Linked DNA regions of Sus scrofa: region 1 is linked to region 2. Evidence: chromatin contacts called from public HiChIP or PLAC-seq data. All regions are on one chromosome and are shown on one strand. The core of a region is the stretch at or near the end of the contact, and the rest is flanking DNA. Distances in the headings are between cores, read along the strand shown. Region 1 has its middle 240 kb from the start of RUNX1. Region 2 overlaps RUNX1 (runt related transcription factor 1).

What was found. HiChIP or PLAC-seq counts read pairs in DNA pulled down with a chosen protein or histone mark.
Region 1: an H3K27ac HiChIP or PLAC-seq map of alveolar macrophages shows a contact between it and region 2. The contact joins two enhancer-like sites. A contact is called at or near these places in 1 of 47 Hi-C or Micro-C datasets (embryonic fibroblasts) and 1 of 2 datasets of contacts at active chromatin or transcription factors (alveolar macrophages).

Annotation. Positions count from the first base shown.
Region 1 is chr13:198,877,409-198,881,328 of Sscrofa11.1, forward strand. No RefSeq gene overlaps it. Among named protein-coding and RNA genes, the nearest start is that of RUNX1, 240 kb to the left of the region's middle. Within about 2 kb of position 1,778, at least 1 of the 83 cell types and tissues checked has an H3K27ac peak or open chromatin away from gene starts, as enhancers often do. A contact at or near this core is called in alveolar macrophages, where this site is marked.
Region 2 is chr13:198,486,348-198,490,346 of Sscrofa11.1, forward strand. The region is part of intron 1 of RUNX1 (runt related transcription factor 1); the gene reads right to left. Among named protein-coding and RNA genes, the nearest start is that of RUNX1, 150 kb to the right of the region's middle. Within about 2 kb of position 2,599, at least 12 of the 83 cell types and tissues checked have an H3K27ac peak or open chromatin away from gene starts, as enhancers often do. A contact at or near this core is called in alveolar macrophages, where this site is marked.

The DNA.
Region 1 (3,920 bases), core at 528-3,027, 390 kb after region 2:
CAGCTTAGAATAGATTTACAAGGAGATCCTGCTGAGTAGCATTGAGAACTACGTCTAGATACTCATGTTGCAACAGAACAAAAGGTGGGGGAAAAAATGTAATGTATACATGTAAGGATAACTTGATCCCCTTGCTGTACAGTGGGAAAATAAAAAGAACATATTACCTACTTCAGTAAAATTAAAAATATATATATACCATGTGATATCACTTATGTGTGGAATTTAAAATATGGCACAAATGAATCTATCTACAGAACAGAATCAGACTCACCGACAGAGAGAACAGATTTGTGGTTGCTGGGGGAGGGGGGCAGAGGGAGGGATTGGGATGGACTGGGAGTTTGGGTTGGTAGATGCAAACTATTACATTTAGAATGGATAAGCAATGAGGTCCTGCTGTACAGCACAGGGAACTATATCAAGTCTCTTGGAATAGAACATGATGGAAAATAGTGTGAGGAAAAGAATGTGTATATATGTATGACTGGGTCACTTTGCTGTACAGCAGAAATTGGCACAATGTTGTAAATCAACTATACTTTAATAAAAAATAATTCAACTGAAAAAAAACTAAAAAATGTGAAGAAATAAAAATCACGGGGTCTTCTGATCCTCTCGGGGCTGTAGAGATCTTCCTAACAGTTGGGAAGTCATATATCAATGAAGCCTTGAACTAAATAAATATGTTTGAGAATATGCAAAGAAATATTTTTCAAATGAATATAGATGTTATGAGAAATAAAATGCAATATAAAAGTTTAAAAAAGAACAGATTGCTTTGGAAAATCAATTGCAACAACTTCATCCAGTCACTGCGTTGTGACCCCCAAGATTCAAGTAACAGTGGGTGACCTTTTATGCTAAGATTTTCTTTTGAATGTTTCAACACAACTACTTGTCATAGACATCTGAGACCGTGTCAAAAGCTGTGAGCAGTAGAATATAATCTATACCACCTTTTCTCTTGTACTATACGTGTCCATTTTACTATCACGGAAAAAGGGCAACTGACTATCACTCTTGAAATTGTAATCATCAGTGGAATTAATCTCCCATTCTTAAGAACTTCCTCAAGGTGTTAGATGTTGCTCCTTACCAAAAACCAGTCTTATAGCAAAGGAGAACAATTTAGAGCATTTTTTTTAAGTCCTTGAAGGCAGGGACTGTGATATTTTTTTTCACTCTTGAATCCCAATATCTGGAATCTAATAAGTGTGGATTAAGTTTTTAGAAAAGAAACAAGGGGGTGAGTCTAGCTTTATCAATAATCAAAATTTTAGATCCATGATTTTGGAGGATGACCTTATGGTATAAAAGCTTTAAACAATTTGCATTCAGAAGACAAATATACTACAGCTCTTCCCGATTTTTTTTTAAATTCCCAAGGAAAAGGTTTTCTTTTCCACTAGCAAGTCCTTATTACCTTAGTAATCTACTATAATAGCCTTGCTCCAGTCATATTTGCTGTGTAACAAACTACCCCATAGTTTGTCAACTTAAACCAATGATTTTGTTTTCTTCACAGTTTGGGGAGGTCTTGACTGGATGACCCATCTCTATTCTCTATGTGGCTTCAGCTGTGGCATGACTGGGGCTAGAGAAACCACTTCCAGATATCCTCTGCCCTCATACATCTGGCTCCCTGGTGCTTCTCTCTCTCGCTCGCTCTCTCTCTCTCTCCATGTGACATCTCATCTTCTAGAACCTCTCCTGGACTGTGAGTTGGGTTCCTCCAATCATGCACAGCAGCCCCAGTCTCTGTATACTGGGACTTCTACACAGTGACTCAGTTCTGAGGGCAAGTTTTCCAAAGGACCAAGGCAGAAGCTGCAAGACTTTTGTAACCTAACCTTGCATTAGAAGGACACCATGTCACTTTCCCATACTCTCTTGGCCAAACAAATCACAGAGCCCCCCAGATAGAGGGTCGGGGGCATAACACTCCCCCAGAGGGGAGGTTCAAGAATTTCTGGGCATTTTTAATCTGCCCCCAAACTCACAAAGAAGACATGGGAATAACTGATGTCTTTGAAAATATGAGAGTATGCTTTTGTGAAGCAGGGTGGGGAACGTAGCAAATGCTTCATATATTTTTGTGGATCAATTGAATAGATGAATTAATGGAGGAAGGAAGTACCGATCATGCTTTCAGTCCTGCAGTATGCCTGTGTTAATAGTCTTTACTTTAAATGGGTAAATAGATCGAATCATGCCAACATAAATATTATGTCTTGTATATTTAATGTAATTCCCCTTCTGGGTGGAAAGAAACACAGCGATGTGAACATATTTAACTGTGGCCAAATCTTTTCATACTCTACACATGGAGTTTGTGTTGAAAATGTGAATAATGGTTACTTTTTATGGAGTCTGTTTTTGTTTAAGTATCTACCCTATAATACAGCTCTTATACATTTGAAACCAAGGGATATCATTAATTTGAAGACCAAAGAAACCAAAATCTGATTATACCCAAAATAAGAATAATAGCAAAGGATAGATGAATAATTATCTCCATCAAACTAATCTCCAAATATTTGATTAAATCCCAAAAGCTTTTTACAAGACGTTTCTTCCCTTAGATTTTTATTTTCATTTATCATACAAAAATTCATACACTTGTGATTCATTTTTGTTTTACTTAGCTAAACACTGCTTCATTGGCAATTTACTTGATATTCATACAATTTGAGTCAATTTCATTTTCCTTAAAAACAGGAAGTTGACTTTTGCCAAGACTAAATGAACTTGAACACAAACTTTTAAATGTGCCTTAAAGGATGGAATCCTCCATGCTTGGGACCATTCTGATGTCGGCAAGACTCTTCTCCCACCCAGACTACGAAATAATAATGATGCCTTTTAGCAATTTAAGCTTTGAGTCCCAAAAACCTGAATCTATTACTAAATTTCACTTAACGACAGGACCTTATTTTTATCTTTAGTAAATATCCCAGGCCATGTTTAAGTACCAGAGACAAACTGGTTTATTACAGATTTTAAATTTGGAATGATGAGCAAATCAATATTTCAAAGTATAATAGGAACAGATTCTATGACATGAATACAAATCAGATATTGCATTGGCCAACATCCAACAAGAGACACACACAAAAAAATTGGGAAAGCTAAGTTAAGTGCAATATTAAATGATGTAATAAAGCTTTTGAGATACAAGTTTGAAAAATTTTGAAACTTACCAATTTAAAACCTGAGAGAAAAACCTCAATTTAACTTGTTAATATACAGTGCTTTCTTATCATTCTTTTTCTTTGAAATGAATAATAGCAAATAGCAACTTGTAGATGTTTGTATAACTAAATCTGGAACCTGTAGTTCTAGCAGATCAAAGGATCCACGAGTGATTTGTGAGTATTAACCATGGATCTCCTGGATGCCTGAAGATATTTTTCCAAAGTGGATTCTTATACCTTCCCCTGAAACATTCACATAAATTCTTTAGTCTAATCCATTAAGGCAACCACATTTTCATTTTCTCATTTTACTTAATGAAAAGTCAATTTCAGGGAAATTCAATTGTATAACCAGTTATTAGCTCTATTGCAAACCAGGTCTAAACTAGCAACATATATACATTTATGCTTCAAATAATCTCATTCTAGGATCTTTATTTACCTAAGTTATAGTGTATCAATAATGTATAGTTTAAACTTGGCTTTGGAAGTTATAAAAATTTGAGGCCAAAAAAGATTATGTTTGAAAAATATGCCTGTGTCTGTAAACCTAATTATGCATTCTTCCCACTGTTACTCTAGACCTGGGCTAGAAAACGGAATGCAAACCCAAAGAGGAGCAGTCTTCCTGCTGTGTGTGCACTGTTTCTAACCCAGATAAGCTCTTCCAGGTGAGTGTAGGCAGCTGAAATCCAGTTCACTGCATAGTTGCTGATCCTTTTA
Region 2 (3,999 bases), core at 1,349-3,848:
GCATTAGCTCATTTAATCCTCTCCATAATCCTATGACATTTGGAACTATTATCCCCTTAGGTTTAAAGAGGTTAAAGAACTTGCCCTTGGCCACATAAGAGATAGAGCCGTGAAAGTAAGAACTTGACCAGATGCACAGAGAAATCTATCTGTGAATTATGTGTATTTAAAAAAAAAAAATGGAGTTTGTTTCTTGGGCTAGACCATAATGGATGATAATATGAGAAATTCTCTCCTTTTGTACTGTAGAAATTGACTCAACACTGTAAATCAACTATACCCTAATATAAAATAAATTTAAGTAACAAACCAAACCAAACCAAACCACACAGAAGCCCAATGTTGTTTAGCCCTTATTCAAGAAGTTTCAGAGACCATGACTTTCCAAAAGGACTCCTTTGCTTCTGACAAGAAGCCTGTCCCCACATCAAAGAAAGGTGTAAGCAGGTCCCCCCTTGGGAAGGTGACATAGGAAGTGGGCTGCTTCTGAAGCACTGAACCCAGATAGATGGATAAATATTTCAACGGCTTTTCCAGAAGGGTACTTAAGGAGGAGAGGCCATCTCAGTTTGGGTTTCAGCCCAGGGCCTTTCGGTTTAAATATAAAGTGCATTAAAGCCCTTTCTTTAGAGAGGCGTATGCCATTTTTAGGGAGCAGCCCCGTTCTCCTTCTGACTTTATTGGGAATACAAGGCAAATAGGTATCTCGGTGTTGTCATTAGTATTCATTATTTATTAGGTCTGGATGGTGTATTCACAGCCAGGAGGGTCATGTACCTTCTCAGAAGGCTTGACCCTAGGGACAGTGCTTCCCCTAGTGACAGCCTTAGGGGGCTCTTGACCAAGTGAGAAGAGCGTCATAGGAGAATGACACGCAGCATCAGAAACCCAGAGAAGTGCATCTCGAATTCTGATTTAGAAAAGAGTAGGGCACTGCCATGGGAAAAGTTTCTGAACAGTGACTTCAAAATCAGCTTGTGACCCATTCGTTGGTTTCAAATGCAACAACAAGGACATTATTACAATTATTATTATTATACAAATACAAGAAAGAAAACGAAATAGAAGGAAAAAAAATGAAAAACAGAGTGCTTTACAAGTAGGAAGAACAACTACTGCTTCCTGAAGCCCTTTTTTGATTGACAGAGCCATCTCCTGAGTCATGCATGGAACTTGCTTTCTACTGTTCCTTGCAATTCAAAAGCGTTTGGAAGCCTCTGGACTAAAATTTCCCTTTTTCTTACTTTGTGAGGGTGACTCGGCATGCGAGCCTCTGCGACTCTCTGAAGGTCCTCTAACTTCTGCACCTCCATCTCCTCACTGGCCAAGCCTAGAGCCCTGATGTTGTCAGCAGGTTATTCAGAAGACCACATTATTTTTTTTTCACATCTTTAAAGTCTTTATTTTTTGTATTTTTAAAAATTTTGTTGAAGTATAGTTAATTTACAAGGCTATGATAAATTTCTGCGGTACAACAAAGTGATCCAGTCGTACAGAGACAAGACCACACTCAACCATTGCCGCTGAAGCACTTGGAAAAGCCAGGCACAGCTATCAGTGGTGAAGGATTATTATAAAACAAATCAGAGTGGAACTTTTTTTTTTCTTTTCTTTTTTAGGGCCACGCCCTCAGCATATGGAGGTTCCCGGGCTAGAGGTCAAATCAGAGCTACAGCTGCTGGCTTACACCACAGTCACAGCAATGCAGGATCTGAGATGGGTCTGCAACCTAGACCAGAGCTCACGGCAATGCCAGATCTTTAACCTACTGAGCAGGGCCAGGGATTTAACCTGCAACCTCATGGTTCCTAGTTGGATTTATTTCTGCTGTGCCACAACAGGAACTCCAAGAGTGGAACTATTTTGAGGGCCACCCTTCTGTGGAATGACATCCGATTATTTTGGGAAGTAAGAAGTGTCTAAGCAGACACTTTGTATAATCTGTGCATTTATAGAGGGAAAGGGAAGTTCCAAAAAAAAAAAATGAGTGTTTTTTTCCCCAGGTCCCTCAATAGCAGCTGATCTGGGGAACCCCTGACCTGTGCATTACTGCCATGCACCCAAACCTGCTACTCTATCAACAGCTGTGTTGCTACTTTTTTTTTTTTTTTTTAAGAGGGATAGACTTGTGAAATTTTATTTACAGAAAATTTAGAACTCACGAAAAACTAAGTTGATTTCTCCCCTTTCAAAGTGGCTTTCCAATTGCAATCACATAAATTAAACTCCAGCTTTGAAGAAACTGCGGGGACTGAGTCATGAATCTCCCAGGAGAGGTACGGAGAACCCCTTGAAACTCTCGAGAAATTAATGCAATAAGATGCAAAGAACGACTGTGACTAATCCTCTACCTGAAACGTCAGTTGGGAAAGGATGTTTCAAACTGTATGGGAAAAGCAGAAGGGAAAATGCCCCTTGCCTCTCTTTGACGATCTAAACTGAAAGCAAGGGAAGAACCAAAAAAATGTCAGCCTAAACGTCCCATTTTGTCTCTCCAGTGGGAAAGTGTCGCGTAAAACACAGGCCAGGCCGAGATGATGCATGAGGTGGTTGCTCAATGCTGTGTTGTGACACTTCTTAACTGTCACCAAGGGCTGGCCAGGGTGGTGATGGTTGCATCAGTCCCTCTGCAAGGTGTTTCCTGGGCTTTGCAGACAGGGTGGTTCGGGGGCGGTACAATCTCTCTTCTTGTGGAGGCCAGATAAAGCCTCCTGCTCCGGGCCACTATCTTTCAGTGCTGAAGCTGTAGATAATACTGTTTCAAACCCGCTGCCCAAGTCCTGCTTTCCCAGTTTATAAGTCTTTATTGCTAAAGTCTTTTGTGTGTGTTTTATCAGACACATTTTATCGTACTTCTCCAAACGCCCTTTGTCAGAGTCAGCCTTTGAACTTTTGCATATACATTGAATGTGACCGAAGATTCAGGACAAGTAAAGGGCTTATCTTATAATTCTAAAGAAAGAGGAACAGAGTCATCGATCTTTCTGCTATAATAGATCTTCTCGAGGTCTGTGTGTGTGTGTGTGTGTGTGTGTGTGTGTGTGTCAGCGCTAGTGGGCACGCCTGCTGGGAGGACAGGAGTATAATTTGGCTCTGTTTAAGCTATTGTGCAACAGATAAGCTACACAACTAGTTTATGCCTGTTGTTTCTGCACAAATTAAACCTCAATCCTGGTGCAGTGCAAAAAATGCTCATGGCCAGCCTGTGTTGGATGGTGCAAAAGGCCACTGAGACTGGGCCTGACATTGGGGCCCTATTCACAGGACTCCCTGTGTGGACAGCACACCAGGCCAACTTCTATGTTCTCTTTTTGGGGTGAGATGTCAGCCAGGGCCTTAATAAGACTCTTGCTCTCCTCTCATTTGACACGGACGCTCTCTGGAACTGAGCTCCAGCCCTGCCAGAGGAATGATGCTCGCTCATGTTAAGTTCATCTCCGTGATGCAGCAAGCTGATGGAATCCATTTGGATTACATCAAATGGGTTTATAACATCGCCCCTCCCTTCTCATTTTTTTTGCATGTCTCACGTCAAACCCAACCCTGCAATTGTGAAAATCAACTAGGAAAGAAGAGATAAGGGACAGGTGAGAGTGGCACTGCCCTCTTCTCTGGGCACAGAGGCAACTTTTTTTTTTTTTTTTTTTTTTTTTGTAGGGCTGAACCCAAGGCATATGGAAGTTCTCAGGCTAGGGGCTGATTCAGAGCTGTAGCTGCCTGCCTACACCACAGCCACAGCAATGCTAGATCTGAGCTGCGTCTTCAACTTACACCACAGCTCACGGACATACCGGATCCTTAACCCGCTGAGTGAGGCCAGGGATCGTACCCAAATCCTCATGGATACTAGTAAGGTTCCTAACCTGCTGAGCCACAGTGGGAACTCTGACAACTTCTTAATACAGCTCACATGCTGCCCCAAATGCAGAGAATTCTGAGCTCTTTGAGGTACTACATTACACACAAAAAAAGAAAGAAAAATAGGAGTTCCCTTTGTGG